Regions from separate parts of the Mus musculus genome. Here all the other regions are linked to region 2. Evidence: chromatin contacts called from public HiChIP or PLAC-seq and Micro-C data. All regions are on one chromosome and are shown on one strand. Each heading gives the region's core, a stretch centred on a gene start, on an enhancer-like site or on the middle of the called end of the contact. The rest is flanking DNA. Distances are from core to core; before and after follow the strand shown.

What was found. A called contact is a pair of places that touch in the nucleus more often than the background predicts. HiChIP or PLAC-seq counts read pairs in DNA pulled down with a chosen protein or histone mark.
Region 1: a Micro-C map of the G1E-ER4 cell line shows a contact between it and region 2, with 2.3 times the contacts expected there. The contact joins two enhancer-like sites. A contact is called at or near these places in 12 of 484 Hi-C or Micro-C datasets (the Ba/F3 cell line, the G1E-ER4 cell line, the MNK3 cell line and 7 more), 1 of 115 datasets of contacts at active chromatin or transcription factors (embryonic stem cells) and 1 of 9 other capture datasets (embryonic stem cells).
Region 3: a contact with region 2 is called in an H3K4me3 HiChIP or PLAC-seq map of the 230-238 cell line, with 12 read pairs. The contact joins the promoter of Mrm1 here to the enhancer-like site in region 2. A contact is called at or near these places in 1 of 39 promoter capture datasets (embryonic stem cells), 3 of 484 Hi-C or Micro-C datasets (embryonic stem cells, nephron progenitors and stem cell-derived epiblast-like cells), 7 of 115 datasets of contacts at active chromatin or transcription factors (the 230-238 cell line, acute myeloid leukemia, embryonic stem cells and 1 more) and 1 of 9 other capture datasets (liver).

The regions. Positions count from the first base shown.
Region 1 is chr11:84,411,811-84,414,758 of GRCm38.p6, forward strand. No RefSeq gene overlaps it. Among named protein-coding and RNA genes, the nearest start is that of Aatf, 100 kb to the right of the region's middle. Within about 2 kb of position 1,506, at least 15 of the 459 cell types and tissues checked have an H3K27ac peak or open chromatin away from gene starts, as enhancers often do. A contact at or near this core is called in the G1E-ER4 cell line, where this site is marked.
Region 2 is chr11:84,610,189-84,613,350 of GRCm38.p6, forward strand. No RefSeq gene overlaps it. Among named protein-coding and RNA genes, the nearest start is that of Lhx1os, 86 kb to the left of the region's middle. Within about 2 kb of position 1,528, at least 13 of the 459 cell types and tissues checked have an H3K27ac peak or open chromatin away from gene starts, as enhancers often do. A contact at or near this core is called in the 230-238 cell line and the G1E-ER4 cell line, where this site is marked.
Region 3 is chr11:84,817,854-84,820,927 of GRCm38.p6, forward strand. It overlaps Mrm1 (mitochondrial rRNA methyltransferase 1), which reads right to left and starts at 1,662. Exons shown (of 5, transcript NM_145433.1): 1 at 984-1,662; 2 at 747-840. The coding sequence starts at 1,519. Dhrs11 (dehydrogenase/reductase (SDR family) member 11) reads right to left here. Exons shown (of 7, transcript NM_177564.5): 7 at 2,875-3,074.

The sequences.
Region 1 (2,948 bases), core at 256-2,755, 200 kb before region 2:
CCACCCTGGATATCAGCCAGTAGGAGCTGCCCTCCAGACTATGACTGAGCACCGGGCTGGGCTGCAGGGTCTCGCTCCTTCCATGGTTCATGCAGTTCCCAAGCTGATCTCCGGGTCACTTATAGGCACAGAGGCAATGGGGTGGAGACTTCTCAGGCCGGTTCACACCACCCTACAGTATCTGCATATTAAACTATCAGGGACAGCACTGCCTTCAAAGAGAGAGGATCAAAATGTTGTCATCTTTTAATTTAATCCTTTTGTTGCATGGGATGGTCTTAAGAGGGATGAGAGAGATCCAAATAAAAATGGAAACAAACTATATCTTTGGGAAAACTATATCTTTGTGGCTGTTAGGTTTTAGCCCTTTTTTTTTTCTCAATTTGGGCCATAAAATAGGTCAGCTCCATTACTGATCAGCCTTCCCACAAATATTTAAAACAAATTGAATTGCACACCCAATACCCATCACAATTACACCAGGCACAATAACTAAATTAGCAATTCAACAAAATAATTGGAAATGCGATTCTCTATTCCACCAGTCTCCCTCGAGGCTTTAGCCGATCTATGGGGGAAAACTCGGCTTTCCTAATTCTGCAGCTAATTAGAGGCACACTTGTAAATGAAGTTGTTTGTCTTGAAGTTGAAATTCTCTTCTGGGGGGTGGGGTGGGGGAGAGGCAAGGGGAGACTACAAGTCCTCACTGTGGAAGGAGTGTATGCGTAGAGCTTCGTAGAACAGAAGCCCAGCTTCCAGTGAGCTGCCCTGTCTACACTTAATAAAACATCAGCTTTTCACTATCACATAAATGACAGAAAAGGGCCAGCCTGGCGCTCAACTTTGAAAATAATGAGGCACACGTGTTTGTTGTACTTACAACAACCAGGGGCCACGAGGACTGTCAAAACCAGAATGACACAGTAGCCATCAGTGACAGAATCCACAGCTGCTGCTTGTTCCCCCTGACCTCCACTTGGAACAGAAAACCAAGGGTTTTACCTTAAAAGGAATGTAAGGTGCACCGCTCCTGGCCCTCGGAAGCCAAGGCAGGACCTCCTGACCAGAGCACAAATCCCCGTGGCCTACTTGCCCAGGCCACTGCAAGAAGCAATCTCAAGGCTTAGGCCGTCCTTGGCCTCATTTTGCTCCTCCTGGAAGGAAGAGTTCCGTCTAATTATATAACAGGAACTAGGGCTTACATCTGTCCCCTCTCACCCTCCTCCAGGATTGAGATGTGACCTTAAAACAGTCTCTACGGGGTTCCAGAGGTTTGAGGGGCCAACCAACCGCAGGACATTCTGCCCTGTAGGAGTTACACACACACACACACACACACACACACACACACACACACACGCTGGGCCTGGGCCTCTGGGAGCAAAGCTTTTCAAGGCAGGTGCCCCACAGAATCCTGGGAAAACACTGCAGCTTGTTAGGTGGGGTTGCAGAGAGCCCCCATTCCTGCTAAGGCACCGATAAGTGGATTCAGAGTCCCCTGCCCCTTTCTGCTTATCTTCTCAAACAATACCAGCCCAGAGTTATCACACTCCAACGTGTTCCCTATTAGGCTTCCGTGGGGCTCTTAAAGCCAAGTGCAGCACGCTACAACTTGAAAGGACACAGGAGTCAAACTGGAAAATAATTGTGTGGCTTCAGGGATTCTGTCCCCGCCTAATCCCCCAGGAGAGGCTCACCCTCCCACAAGCACTCTGGGCACTAGACAAACCACCCACGGCAGCACTTTTGCTTACCCCAGATCCTAGGGCTGAGAACTCGGGAGACATGCCGCTTCCACATCTCGAAGGGCCTGTGAGCTCTGCCTATGGGGCCTGGCACAGGTGTGCGACTCGCAGGCCTGTCTGCCCGGGGACAGCTGGAGCTCTGGCTGGCCTGTCAACTCTCAAAAAGATGGGGGAGTAGTTACACAAAGCTGCACCGTCCTGCAGCCTTAGGTAGCCCCACTAATCAACCTTACCCTATAAACATTCCATCAGATAGCTAGGTCTACCTGCCCCGAGCCACTCCTCGAGTCAGCACCTCTTAGGCTTCCCAGACATCACCACAGGACTGGACATCACCAGAGGACAAAGGGAGTCCCACACCTGGACATCACCACAGGACCGGCAGGCCTGGACCTCTCTGTGGAAAGCGACTGCAGAACTGAGTTAATTGCTCTCATCTCCTGTGGGCACCACCTGCATGCTAATGCACCCGCCCTCCAGCGGGCTCTCTGGGTAAGGAAGCATCCAGAACACCACACCAAATCCTCCTAGGCAAAGTGAGCCACACCTGAGAGTGGGTTCAGGGGCAGGCGTCTAGGCAGAGCAGCAGGTGTGACGGCGGCAGTAAACGCCGGGATTGAGAGGACACCAGCTGGAGCACAGCTCTAGGTGTGGCCTCAGCCAGAGCCCACCTCACCGTAAGTCGATAAACAGCTGAGAACCGGGCCAGGAGCAATATCCTAAACAGATCCTGTGACTTCCTAAGGCAGCCACTGCCCACTCAAGACCCTAAAAAATAGGCTGACTGACCCATCTAATTCTCCAACTTAAAAAAAAAAAGATTTTATATTTGTTAGTTTGTATGGGTGTTTGGCCTTCATGTATGTCTGTGTGCCATATATGTACCTGGTGACAACAGAGGCCAGAAGAGGGCATCTGATCCCCTAGGACTAGAGTTGCAGATGGTTGTGAGTCACCCATGTGGTTTCGAGGAATTGAACCCAGGTTCTCTGGAAGAGCAGCCTCTTAAGCTCTGAGCCATCTCCAGCTCCAAGATTTTTTTTTTAAGAGTATGTGTCTGGCTGGGCAGTGGTGGCGCACTCCTGTAATCCCAGCACTTGGGAGGCAGAGGCAGGCGGATTTCTGAGTTCGAGGCCAGCCTGGTCTACAGAGTGAGTTCCAGGACAGCCAGGACTGCGCAGAGAAACCCTGTCTCAAAAAAAA
Region 2 (3,162 bases), core at 278-2,777:
GGGCCAGTGGAAAGGTGGAGGAGGGGTAGTGGTGTGCGCCTAGCTCAGTCCTAAGGGGTCATGGGAAGGGGGGAAGGGCAAGGAAGAAGAACCTAGGGATGGGGAGGAGAAAAGCAGAGCAGGGGAAAAAACAGATATAGGGAGAAAGAAGAAGACAGGAGGAGGAGGAGGAAGAGGAGAGGGAGGAGAAACAGCAGGGGTGATAGAGAAGGAGAAAGGGAAAAGTAAAGAGGAAAAGAAAGGAGAAGAAAGGAATAAAGAGAAGAGACAGGAAGGAGGAGGCGAAGAGAGAAATAAAAGAAGAAAGTAAATACAAAGCCGAGGATGAGGTGCGCATCTGTAGTACCAGCACCTAGAGACGGAGGCAGGAGGATTGCTTTGAGTTGGAGGTCAGCCAGGGCTACAGTGTGTGACCTGTCGGGGTGTGGGAAGAGGAAAGAGCTCGAGACCTGGAGGAAGGAGAGAAGGGTGAGGAGAATGAGTGCAGGCCAGGGACTAAAGCAGGGAGAAGCTGAAGAAACGGAGAGTAAAGAGAAGAGAGTGGATCAGGGAATGAAGTGAGCAGAAGAGAAAGGAGAAAGAGGAAAAGCAGGAGGAAGAGGAAGGAGAGAAGGGGGAGGGAGAGAAGAGAAGGCAGAAGGGAGGAGCCAGAGCTGTGGCACCTCCTGAGTCCCGGGAGCTGCAGTGGGCACCAGGCTGGCAGGAGGCCTGGCAGGCAGGCGGGCACCATAAAGCCAAGCACAGTGGGCTGCTATGAAGATCTATTGGGCCCCGCAGTACCATTGTCTTCAGAAGGAATTAAAAACAAATTGCTGAGGGCCAGCACATAATTTAAAGACTCACGGCAATTTTATGACTTGCTAATGTTCCTAATTACATGCCCGTGAAAGGCTTAATTAATTGGGGGATGTAGCAAAAAGTAGAGCCTGTGTTTGTTATCATGGTTCCAGTGCATTGATTTTAGTGCCTATGGAGAATTTAGGGCCTCTTTATTTGCACAAAGAAAATGCAAGTCTCTCGAAAAAATGCACATTAAGATCAACCCCTCACTGCTATCTAATATACTTTCCTCTACTTAACCAAAGTGCTTGTAATCATATTTTGTAAATGTTGGTGCTGTTAATTGCATTGTGAGGGGAAATGGGTTCCGCTTGGCTGGTTGTGGAGAATTTTATAAAGTTCCTTCCAGGCACCCCATTCCAGGGGACTCTACCCAGGAAACTTGTGGAGATGTTGGGGTGCTCAGACTGGGACACTGATGGATTAAAGTCCCCTGTTCTAGCTGGTCCTTGGCTTATCCCCATTTTTGTTCTGAGACTCCTAGTGGTAAGTTGAGTGTAGCTGGGCCCAGTGGGGTAGGGTGAGGCCAATTTCAAAGGGGAGGGAGGAAGGCTGCACTCAGATGTTCCTCTCACAAGCATTGGAGTTGAAGACTTCCAATTCGGGCTTGGCCACACACTTCCTGTGAGGCCTGTGAGGAGAGACACCTGGTGGCTTCACTGGGCCTGAAACAGATCAAAGGCCTTGGCTGTTCTCCAAAGCTACTTTCTCTTCTTGTCCCTCCTTCGCGGACTGTAGGAGCGATCCCCTTGCAGCTGAGGCTCTTGGTGAGAAATATCCAACCCTTCTCCCCCAAATCTTTTCAAGACTGTCTCCTTCCTTGACTTTCCACAGGATATACACTAGGAGGTGCAGGTAGAGATGGGAACTGTCCTGGTAGATGAGAGAGCAGTTTGCTTCCTTCACTGCTTCCTTCCTCATTCTGTAGCCCAAGCTAGCCTCCAACTTATCTGCCTCTGCCTCCTGAGTGCTAGGATTAAAGATGTGTTACTTGGCTAGGTCTTTTTTAAAAAAACAAAAACAAAAACCAAAAAACGATTGATTGATTAATGTTGGGTTTTCAAAGCAGAGTTTCTCTGTGTAGTTCTGGATGCCCTGGAACTAACTCTGTAGACCAGGCTGGACTTAAACTGAGAGATCCTCCTGAGCGCTGGGACACCTTGTGATTTATTGTAATTTCTGTATCTGAGTGTTTGCCTGTATCTACGGATGTGCACTATTTGTGTGTTTGGTGCCTTCAAAAACCAGAAGAGAGTGTTGGGTCCCTTGAACTGGAGTTATGAATTGTGAACCACCATGTGGGTGCTGGGAATCAAACCCTGGTAATCTGCAAGCGCAGATTACTTACTTAATCATTGAACAAAAGGGATCCTTTGCACATGCAGACTAGGGCCTGGGACTACAGCTCACCATAGAGTGTTTGCCTAATACACAGAAAACCTCGGGTTGGATCCTTAACATTGCATGTAACTGGGAATGAAGATACAAGCCAGAAATCTCAACTTTCAGGAGGTGGAGTCAAGAGAATCAGCAGTTGAAAGACATCCCGGTTACACAGGAAGTTCTGGGCCAATGTAGACTACAAGAGACCTTGTTTCAAAAAAGAGACCTTGTCTCAAAAAACAAAACAAAACAAAACAAAACAAAACAAAACAAAACAAAACAAGAAACAAAAGACAGCCTGGCGTGGTGGCCCACACCTTTAATCCCAGCACTTGGTAGGCAGAGGCAGGCAGATTTCTGAGTTCGAGGCCAGCCTGGTCTACAAAGTGAGTTCCAGGACAGCCAGGGCTTCAGAGAAACCCTGTCTTGAAAAACAAAAACAAACAAACAAAAACAACAACAACAAAAAGAAACAAAAAGCAAAACAAAACAGCACCACAACAACAAAAACAAGAAACTACATACACAGGAAAACACATGCAAATCAGGCTTTATTCTGCTCTTTCTGAAATCCATGCAGGCTTCCCCTAACACTTAGAATAAAAGCCAGACATCACGGGTTCCACAGAACCCCCTTTCCCATCTCTCTGTGGCCCACATTGTACTCGCTGAGTCTTAAAAACCATTTCTCCTTCTGTGGCTCCAGATAAGCTCTTCCTGCCCCAGGCTCATGCACTGCCGTTTCCGCTGTCTGTCTGCCAAACACCTTCCCTCTATTTTACAGGACCAGTTCTCTTTCTACATTCAAGTCTTGCTCAAAAGCCTTTTCCTAGAAAGCTCTTCCGGTGGTGACCATCCAGTGACAAGCACAGTCACCTCCAATCACAAGAATTTCCTCTCTAAGCATGCTAAGCAGACACATTTGCTTTGCTCTGTTTG
Region 3 (3,074 bases), core at 412-2,911, 210 kb after region 2:
GTATGTTTTAATGATAATACTTGTGGTATATTGGATACAATCATGTTTCTTTTTAGTTTTCTAGATTTGTTGTTGTCTTGTTTTGTTAAGACTGGGTAGCCCAGACTGGACTTGAAATAAACGATCTTCCTGTGTCCACCTCTTAAAAGCTGGAATTATAGATATGTGTCATCACGCCTGCATGGTTACTGGAAAAATCTGAAATTAGACATATGGCTTGAATATAAGTTTATCAGGCAGCTTTCTTCAGCCTCTTTTCAAGGTTATTTTCTCACTGAGGGATGAGGGTGGGGACAGGGGAAGGATAGAGGGTGGAGGGACTGCCAAATGCGGGGCAATGCTGCCCCCTAGAGTCTAGCTAGGAAACACACAGCTAAAGAACACTAAAGCTCGCCCCTTGGAAAGCCTTGTTTAAATCGCTTTGAAGTTGAGCTTCCGGGTACCCACGACTCCAGTCCACCAGCTCCCTGGAGTACTGCTGAAGTCCCACGGTTGTCAGACATTGACTTGCCGACACAGGTGGCCATGGCGTGTAGTAAATGAGACGAGGAAATCCCTAACTTCAGACGATGCTCTATTTAAAAGGCCCTGGGATCTTTCCTGGTGGGACTTAGAAGGTCGTAGGAATCAATGCCACCACGTCCCTTCTCTTCCTCCTCCCCCAATCCACTGCGTTGGAGATAGCTTTAACATCCCTAACTAGAGTCATCGCCTCCGCCTCTTCTTCCCCTCTCGCCCCATTTTACCTGCAAAAAACCGGGCAGGTCAGGAGTGGCGAACACGTCCATCACCTCCATAGCCCCAGCGCTGGCCTTGCTGACTACTGGAGTAAGCGGACAGCTGCAAAGGATCCCCACGATCCGTGTTAAAACCAGAAAATCTCTAGCCCCGCGCCCTACACACCCCGGGGCTCCCCGCCCAGTGCTTAGGAGCTTGGCTCCGCCTCCAGATTGGGCGTAAACTGAATTAAGGGACGTCCGTGCCTGTTTCTCTGGCTGGTGATGACTCTGTCTACGCCGAGGAAGTGAGCGGAGCGCATCACAGCCCCAAGATTGCGGGGATCCTGGAGCCCCTCAAGGACGAGCCACAGCTGCTGAGGGTCGTCGCCTGAGCTCGTGTCTGCCGCCTCATCGCAAGGCCGGGGTCGCAGCGGGCTCACCTCCATGCACACGCCCTGGTGCACTTGGTAGCCGCACAAGGCATCCAGTTTCTGACGCCTGGGCCTCAAGACAGGGATGCCCCGAGCCTCGGCCACCCGGAGCAGCTCGGCTCGCTCCCCCTGCAGCCCAGCCTTACCGGCCTGGAGCAGGAGCCGGGCCACGCGCCGACGGGCAGCCCGCAAGGCCAGGAGGCATGGGGACAAGCCAAATAGACGTTCCAGCCGCTGGGCCGGCGCCAGGTCATCCAGAAGCAAGCGACTCAGCTCCTCCCCGCCAGGCCGTTCCCCGCGCCGAGCCACCGAGGAGAAATGGCGGGCAATCAGGCGACTGAAGCACCCGACCGTCCAGAGTCGCCGCATTGCTCCAGCAGCGCCCGAGACTCCACTGACAGACAGCTGGGGAGGACCCGTTGACCTCCCACACTTCGTCCCCTCACAAGGACTGCCCACAACCTGACCCTCGAGCCAAGACAGTCACCTCCCAGCCTCCCACGTGGGTCCCCAGCTTCCGGGTTCTGGAGGCCCAGCCCCCTGTCCGATGACGCACATGTGCGCTTGGCGGCAACCACGTCTCCACTGCACCCCCTACAGGAGTGAGTCGCACTGCCTCCGCTGACGCAGGCGAGCCTAGAGGCTGTGCTGGTGCTGAGCTAACCTTGGACTGCTCCCGGGTGAAGGAAGAAGTTAGAAGGCGTTCACCTGCTCGTCCTCAAAGACCACCGCATGTCAGTGGTTTGGCCATCTGTTCAATCCTCAGTCTTGGAGCCATCCTACATCCTGGCACAATGTCATAGTTGGGACTTTCTCCCAGAAGCATATCCTGTCAGACCCTCAGCACCAGCCAGCAGAACCCCTAGAATATTTCCCATCTCCCGAAAGCCCCAACGAGCCTACGGTATTTCTGCTGACAAGCAGCCGATGCCCTTGGCCCATGGTAATTCTACGACTTCCTTGCTCACTGCCCAGACTGGCTCTTTTCAGCCTAGTCTTTTAAAATATCTTTTTAAACCTTTTCCCTTTTCCTAATGATTCCTTTTTTTTTTTAATGTGCATTGTTGTTTTGCCTGCATGTACATCTATGAAGGTGTTGGATCCCCAAGAACTGAAGTTACAGTTGTGGGTGCTGGGAATTGTACCAGGGTTCTCTGGAAGAGCAGCCAGTGCTCTTAACATTTGAGCCATTTCTCCAGCCCCCACCCCCTCTTTTTTAAAATCAATGTCTCACTAAGCAGCCCTCATGGATGGCCTGAAACTCGTTGTGTAGCCCAGGCTGGCCTCAAATCCACAGAGGTCTCCCTGCTTCTGCTTCTCAAATGTTGGGATTAAAGGTGTGCAATAGTATTAGTATACCTGGCTCCAACTTATTTTTCAAAATTCTTTCACATGTGCGGGCATATTGTTTGTCCGTGTGGCTGTGCACCACATGTGTGCCTGGTGGCCCAGCGAGAGAGAGGAGGATGTAGGACTCCCTGGGACTGGAATCAACATGGGTCCTCTAGAGCAGCAGTGGATGTACTTAATTATGTATTTTGGGGACATTTGTATCCTTGGCTCCTATGGCTGGCCTGGAACTAACCATCTCCTGTGCCCACTCCAGAAGTGATGTTCCGAATCTACCCACCTTCCTAGCTACCTGGAAGGAATTCTGAGACACCAACCACACTGATCACCAGGAAGGGGGGAAAAAACTGAAAGATACTTCTGAAGGTAGAGTAGGTTGTAATCTCTCTCTTTAATTGTTACAGTGAAATGTAGTAGGAGACAGACCCTGATACTCTGTAGCCGTGGTAAGGACCCCAGGGTGAGGGCCAAAACTTGGCTGGAGAGCTGGGGGGGGGGGAGGCAGGAGGGTTGGGAAGGGAACCTGGAACCCTGGACAACCACACAGGTAAAAGATGAGGTCTCTGCTGCTCCA